Linked DNA regions of Pan troglodytes: region 2 is linked to region 1. The links are chromatin contacts, called in public Hi-C maps. All regions are on one chromosome and are shown on one strand. Each heading gives the region's core, a stretch centred on a gene start, on an enhancer-like site or on the middle of the called end of the contact. The rest is flanking DNA. Distances are from core to core; before and after follow the strand shown. Region 1 has its middle 57 kb from the start of ATXN3L. Region 2 has its middle 82 kb from the start of EGFL6.

Region 1 (3,918 bases), core at 577-3,076:
GTTTTCTCCTATTAATCTAATCTGTCTCTTGTCAGTGATTTTCAGAGAACCTTCAGAGGGCAAAGAGGAAGTTTTCCCATGGCTCCGACCCTGTGAAAAGAATGCACTGGAGACAGTGCTTGTTCGGGGCGCTCCGCTGGCTTCTTGGACAGTTGCGCCATGTATGCTGCTCGGCCAGCGGCGGCGGCGGCCCAGTCGGTGTATGCCTTCTCGGCGCGCCTGCTGGCCGTCGGGGAGCCTGTGAGCCTGGGCTCCCTGCGGGTCAAGGTACTACTTATAGAGAATGTGGCGTCCCTCTGAGGCACCACGGTCCGGGACTACACCCAGATGAACGAGCTGCAGCGGCACCTCGGACCCCGGGGCCTGGTGGTGCTTGGCTTCCCGTGCAACCAGTTTGGGCATCAGGAGAACGCCAAGAACGAAGAGATTCTGAATTCCCTCAAGTACGTCCGACCTGGTGGTGGGTTCCAGCCCAACTTCATGCTCTTCGAGAAGGGCGAGGTGAACGGTGCGGGGGCGCACACTCTCTTTGCCTTCCTGCGGGAGGCCCTGCCAGCCCCCAGCGACGACGCCACTGCGCTTATGACCGACCCCAAGCTCATCACCTGGTCTCTGGTGTGTCGCAACGATGTTGCCTGGAACTTTGAGAAGTTCCTGGTGGGCCCTGACGGTGTGCCCCTACGTAGGTACAGCCGCCGCTTCGAGACCATTGACATCGAGCCTGACATCGAAGCCCTGCTGTCTCAAGGGCCCAGCTGTGCCTAGGGCGCCCCTCCTACCCCGGCTGCTTGGCAGTTGCAGTGCTGCTCTCTGGGGGGTTTTCATCTATGAGGGTGTTTCCTCTAAACCTACAAGGGAGGAACACCTGATCTTCCAGAAATACCCCCTCGAGATGGGCGCCGGTCCTGTCCATCGCAGTCTCTGCCAGACCAAGGCGAGTTTCCCCACTAATAAAGTGCCGGGTGTCAGCAGAAAAAAAAAGAAAAGAAAAGAAAAGAAAAGAATGCACTGGAGCAAAGAAACCAGAAGATAGCTTAGAAGAAACTATTGTAACGGTCCAGGCAGGACTTACTGAAGGTCAGAATTAAGGCAACAGCAATGAGAATAGAGAAGTCAAGATCGTTTCAAGCAATGCTAAGGAGATGGAATCTACAAGACTCCATTGATTCCATAAGGCCCCAGTGACTGATTGACGGTAGAGTTGGGTACCCAAAGTTAGGTTTCTGACTTGAAGGGAACATTGGAGAGGGGATAGGTGTTGAGTTAAAATGTTGCTGAAATGCTTGTGGGATTACCTGTGCTTCTGAAATGTTGTTTAAAGTGTTTGTGGGATTACTAAGAAGCACGAGTAGATCAAGTTAATATTCAGAAACTGTTTATCACATGCTGGGCTATGGGATCAATTTACTGGACTGAACTTCATACATTAAAGTTCCGTATTATTCCCTCTATCACGTAATTTAGAGAGCAAGGAGAGAACAAAGACACAGGTCAACAAGCTTCTTTAAAATCTCACTTACTCTCCTTCTCTACTTCCATTTACCCTGAGAATAAAGAAGAATAAAGGGGTGGGAAAGGCCTATCCTCATTCCTCTTGCTCTTTCCACAGAGGACAATGAGGCTGGACTGAGCAGTGTCTTCATCCCTCACGGAATTCCAAGGTGGACGCCATCTGTGAAGCGACTTCGTGTTGGCCTGAACTTGCTAGGAGCTTTTAGCCACTCATTTGGTTGTAATCCAACACATGACGTAATAGTCGGCCGTCTGGATTAATCAGTCCCAGCTGTTGGACGCTCTGCTCTGTGTGGGGGTTCAAGCCTCTCCATCTGTTCCTGGGGCCTCTCCACTTATCCCTTCTCTGCTTGAGCCTCCAGCCATGACAGATGGCTCTTTCTCAGTATTACAGATAATTTTTCTCTGATCAGTGTCTCAGCTCCAATTTGTGCTTAACATTTTTAACTGCCCCTCATCACTGCCATCACCTTAGGCATTTATGGAGATTAATTTATACTACATATGCATATGTATGTGTCTGCATGCATATAATGACCTGCACACACATTCATAATTTCATTCTGTTTACCATTCGCACACAACAACTAGCATTGTGGTCATGCTGGTTGCCCCTCCCTTACTGGGTTATTTCTTTTGGAGAATCTATCTAGATGATCTTACTCACTGGAAAGGCGTGATACGAAGGCGACTCAGCTGGGTGAAAACGTGGTTGGAGCATAAGAGTCCCAGCATCAAACAGTAATAGAAACAGCAGTAGCAGCAGTGTATTTCCACAGCACTCTTAAACTCGGCTTGGATTCTCTACAATGGCTGTGGGTAGAAAAAATAGCAGGGCTTCTGACGAGTTGTGGATCAACTCCAAAACCCCTCTCCACCACATTTATGAGTACTTGAAACCACAAAAGTTATAATCTCCCAGTCCCAAGGTCCTATTCTATATCCTGCTGCTCCAGCCAGGCAGCTTCATTTTTGGCTCTGAGAACCACATCTCTGTAATTACAAAACTTGAGTTCAAACAATGTGGGGATTTTCGGGAGTGGTTGAGAAAGACTGTCAATAGAGAGACTGCACATGGCAGCTGTAGCCCAAGCCAGGGAATATTCTCATCAGCAAACCACAGAACAGGCTTTGGAACAATGTCTTTTACCACACCTGCTATCCCAGTCATCTTCACACGTGAAAGGATAAAATTTACACAGATGTTTCATTTCCTCCAGGGAATATTTCAAAGCAATGATAATTTTCATTTATTATTTTATGTCTAATTATTAGCACCGTTCTTTTTTTTTCTTTTTTTGGCCAATGATGATAGTAGTGGTTTCCTTTAAGACTGGATATCTAAAATAGTCTACTTTATATCCCTTAGCAATCTTTATGTTTCATATACAAATAATACTATTGCAGTGGTGGTCAACCAGGGTTGATTTTGCCCTCCTGGGGACATCTGGCAATATCTGGAGACATTTTGGTTGACACAACTTCTGTGGGAGTGGAGGTGCTCCTGGTATCTAGCAGGTGGAGGCCAGGGAAGCTGAAAACTGGATTATTCGTTAATTATGCCACTGCTATGCTGTCAGTAAATCTGACGAATGCTGTTCCGTGAAAAGGAGAGCTCAAGGGTGTGGAATTCCAGGTGCCAGGCAAGCCTTCTTCCAGAATATTTTGACCTGGATGAAGGCTCACCCCAGAAACCAAAAAATTTTACTTTGATCTTGACTAAATTCTGGGGACCAGCCAGAATATAGGGGCTGGCATGTGACTGTGATGGGATTGTTTGCCCTGCCAGACAATGTAAGTTGGATCTATTTTTGGTGGATGTCTTGGGGCCTGGTGTCTTCTTCTTCCTCTTCAGTGCTTTTCTCAAGACTAAGGATTTTCTTAACCTATAGTCTCTTGTACAGCTAATCATATACTCTTTAAGAAGCAAACAAACTTGATGTGCATAAATCAAGTGCAAAATTGATTTAAGATTGATTTCTTTGGTTTAAAAAAAAGAGTGGCCGAGCATGGTGGCTCATGCCTGTAATCCCAGCACTTCGGGAGGCTGAGGCGGGTGGATTGCCTGAGCTTAGGAGTTTGAGACCAGCCTAGGGAATGTGGCAAAACCCCATCTTTACCAAAAAATACAAAAAATTAGCCGGGCATGATGGCACATGCCTGTGGTCACAGCTACTCAGGAAGCTGAGTTAGGAGGATCACTTGGGCCTGGGAGGTGGAGGTTACAGTGAGCGGAGATCGCACCACTGCACTCCAGCCTGGGCAACAGAGCGGGACCCTGTCTGGAAAAAAATAATAATAATAAGAGTGGCAAATACTTGGCGTGGGAGGCATGCATGACCCTGCAAAGATTTTCACCAGGTCTGCCCACCTTCTTTTTCTATTAAGCCATAAAACTTCCGAAGC
Region 2 (3,918 bases), core at 355-2,854, 110 kb before region 1:
AAAGAGGCTATATAACAAAATGCCTTATAAAGTACAAGGTATGACTTTTGTAGAAGATGATAAAAACACTTTTGAAAGTAAAAACTAGGGAGAGAACAAATACTGAAGCATTAATATCGATGTTGTTTGTGGCCTTTCATTTCCAGTCATTTCCATTTGCAAAGTATTAATTATAACCGTGATTAAGTTTGCCTTGTAGATTGCATTTGGATGAACTCTAAGGCAGATGTGCAGATTCATTATTTTGTATCTCAGTTAATTTACGTGTCCCTAGGAAAGCACATTAAATCATACAACTCATCTTTCATCAGAGTTGAGCACTTGTATTTATTTGTTTTAAATTCGTATCTTCATGCAAAGCCATTGCCTTCCATCTCCCTAAGTGAGAACTGTATTTTATTTTTCTCTCCCAAAGAAACAAACTCAGGAATCTAATAATGAACCCAAATTGGTTTACTGGGAAAGGACAGGGAAACAAATGGAGATGCTGTCCAAGTATGCTGCCACCCAAGGAGAACCCTGCTCCCAAGAAGTCGTTTTATTTCTAAGCAAATTGTTCTGAATATATAAAGCTCACAGGCCCTCTTCCAAACCACAATTTTCTCCCAGCAGGGCATCTGAAATGGAATTGTGACTGCTGCCTGTGCTATCCCTCAAGTCTCTCTCATCCGACACAGAACCCAGCCTAGTTAAGACGGTCAAAATCCCAAGTTTGGCTTCCCTATTTAATGTGTAAAATGTTTCCTTTTTTGTTTTTTGTTTGTTTGTTTGGAGATGGAGTCTCGCTCTGTCGCCCAGGCTGGAGTACAGCGGCACAATCTTGGCTAACTGCAACCTCTGCCTCCCGGGTTCAAGCGATTCTCCTTCCTCAGCCTCCCAAGTAGCTGGGATTACAGGTGCCCACAACCATGCCCAGCTAATTTTTGTATTTTTAGTAAAGATGGGGTTTCACCATATTGGCCAGGCTGGTCTTGAACTCCCGACCTTGTGATTTGCCCGCCTCAGCCTAAGTGCTGGGATTACAGGCCTGAGCCATCGTGCCTGGCAAAAATGTTTAAGTCTGATTTACATGGAGCTGGAACGTTTCCTTTGAAATTAAAAACCAAAAATCACAGATGACAGCAGAGGGCACCCTTCCCTCTCATATGCAGTTGACACTCTCACCACCTGGGGAAAAAGATTTTGTTTTTCTGGGTTTCTTGGGGTTGACAATGGACACACACTCCAGTTTGAGATGACACACCCGTTACTGGTTGATCCTTGTCTCTCCCCATTCCATTTTCCTTTTCTCTCTGAGCTGACTGACCTTATCTTTGGGGAACCACAGAATAAAAGGAGTGGTTGCCGGCAGAATCCCTGAGGAATGTATTTTTTCTGTACAGCTTGCAATGCTCCAGAAAGGACTAGAAGTCTTGCTTCTTTGTGGAGGCCTAAATGCGTAGTTGAGATTTGTGTTGGGTCCAGTCCCCCAATTATATTCCCCTAAGGGAAAGCAGACAGGAAGCTATAAAATTCAGAACATTCATGCCCTTAGCCTCCATTTCTCATTGTGCAATCTCCTTGTTTGGGACCCACACTGATCCTGCTGTCAGCAGTAATGAATGCACACAGCACATGTTGGGGTCAGAATGAAGGATACTTGAGAAACATCAGTTTAGAGAATCGTGGGTGAATGTTAGCCCACATAATCTCCCCCAACAGAAGAGCTGTTTCAGCAGCAGCTGGGAAATGCAGTCAGCATCATGGCTAGAAGGAAAATGAGTGAAATTATTACAGGAAAATGGCAGATTCTAAATATTTTCCTACGAGTCCTTTAAGAAGCAATGCATATGAAAACATTTACTTCTTGGGTCAATATTTTATATTTAATCTAGATAAAATGCCTACTTCCTTTATCTGACTCTCCATTGTTTTTCACGATTGTGGTTTTGATCTGGACTTTTCATCCTGCCCCCAATAGCCCTACAAAGAGGGCTCAAGATTGCCAAATAAGGCAATAGGTTCCTGCCCATCACCACATGTGGTCATGGCTGGGCTATGTGTGGAGGCAGCCAAGGAAACAGGAAAACTACAACCTTTTTTGGAAAGTCTCCTGTCTTTCTGCCTGGAGAAACGTGAGAATTGCTTCAGTGACTCATTCCCTCAAGGTTGTGGGGAGGATGAATTTTGGCTTAAATGCCTTTTAATTTGCAGGTTTAATGGTGAAAGTTACCAATCAGAGCAGGGTATGTATTCATCATCATTCATTTAAAACCTTTTCTTTAATTTGGAGAGCCACCACGTAAGAAATGTTTTGAAGGTGAAACCCCGTCTCTACTAAAAATACAAAAAATTAGCCAGGTGCGGTGGCAGACGCCTGCAGTCCCAGCTACTCAGGAGGCTGGGGCAGGAGAATGGCGTGAACCCAGGAGGCGGAGCTTACGGTGAGCCGAGATCGCACCATTGCACTCCAGCCTGGGTGACAGAACGAGACTCCGTCTCAAAAAAAAAAAAAAAAAAAATGCTTTGTGGTCAGCATTCTCCCTCCTTGGACTGCCTGGTATTCTCTTTCTTATAGTGACATCGTCTGCTAACAGAAGACAAATGTGCCAGGATGATGGTGATGTCCTAAGTGAGAATCATCTACTCAATCTCTTACTTCAAAATGTTTTCCTAAAAACTCTTGCCCCAAACCCCTTCAGATGTTAGCTGGCAGTTGACAATAGAATGGGGGATTGGTAGGAATTATGGGGCAGCACAGACGATCTATCTAGGATGCATGCATGTAGTTGTAGACTTTATCAGATATGTGTGGACTGAAGAGCTATATAAAGGAAAAGCCCATAGTATGGGTGGTTTTTGAAAATCATAGCTAAGATGAATTCTGGGCTCTGAATGGATTAACACACACACTAGGCTTGCCCCAGACTTCAACTCTTTTTAAAACCATAGTTTAAACTTTGCTACCAAGGACCAAGCACTTGGTGGTGTAAAGTAGTGATCAGGGCACCACCTCTTTTTCTCCGCCTGTCCTTCTGAAGCATTCCCCTGCCTCTGACTAGATTACCGTCTATTTAAAGACAAGACCAGATTTATGTTTTTTGGATTTCCATTCAGTGTCCACCACTTACATATTATAGGTGCCCAATTAACATGTGTTGAACAAATACAGTTGGAAGAGCCACCCCTGCTCTTTGCTGCGGACAAGGGAAAATACATCTCTATGCTTTTTCCTTTCAATTTCAGAAACTAGAAGGGGGTGGTAACCCTGCCTTAGAATTTTTTCTGGTCCAAGGTAAAGAATAGTGTCTGATTCTGATCTTGTGCCAAGCCTTTGTATACTTCATTTCTAAAAGTAGAAATTAAAGGTAAATGGCCCTGCTGTTTGAAGTGGTGCTATTATAGGCTTTGCTTCTTGTGTACTACGATGCCCCTAGCAATATTCTTCTTAGAAGCAGGACGGTGTGAATAGAGAACCCACCTTCTATACAGCAGTAATATATGTTGGTGTTTCCATTGTGGGAAGGAGAACCAAGGCAGATTCAATTGTCCCTTCATGGATTGAGACTCCCCAGTTTCTGAGAATCACTGTCCTTTGCAAGTGTGTGTGTGTACACACATGTGCACATGCATGTAACAATACATGTCCACCAAGAAGTAGTTACTCGTAGGAAACTGAGACACTGCAGGAAGAATAACAGAGTCTCCTTCCTGCCACTGACAGGTGCTTCAGAGGGTTTTCAGAGTAGCCCAGACTGTGGCTCCTCCATACTGAAGGTTTCTAGGCATTATCGTGTCCTGAGGGTGGCCATGGTGGAGAAAGGACCTAGACAAGTCCAAATATTGTCCATAGGGAGAAGGCTTGAAAATGGAAATGTGAAGAATGGACTCTGTCTTGAAGAGAGAAGCAAGGCAGGGAGCTTGGTTTGCAATATCAAC

The links. Hi-C and Micro-C count contacts between places; a contact is called where the count stands out from the background.
Region 2: a contact with region 1 is called in a Hi-C map of stem cell-derived neural progenitor cells, with 4 times the contacts expected there. The contact joins two enhancer-like sites. A contact is called at or near these places in 2 of 7 Hi-C or Micro-C datasets (blood and stem cell-derived neural progenitor cells).

Annotation. Positions count from the first base shown.
Region 1 is chrX:13,952,934-13,956,851 of NHGRI_mPanTro3-v2.0_pri, reverse strand. It overlaps the pseudogene LOC736283. Among named protein-coding and RNA genes, the nearest start is that of ATXN3L, 57 kb to the right of the region's middle. Within about 2 kb of position 1,826, at least 6 of the 24 cell types and tissues checked have an H3K27ac peak or open chromatin away from gene starts, as enhancers often do. A contact at or near this core is called in stem cell-derived neural progenitor cells, where this site is marked.
Region 2 is chrX:14,062,512-14,066,429 of NHGRI_mPanTro3-v2.0_pri, reverse strand. No RefSeq gene overlaps it. Among named protein-coding and RNA genes, the nearest start is that of EGFL6, 82 kb to the left of the region's middle. Within about 2 kb of position 1,604, at least 9 of the 24 cell types and tissues checked have an H3K27ac peak or open chromatin away from gene starts, as enhancers often do. A contact at or near this core is called in stem cell-derived neural progenitor cells, where this site is marked.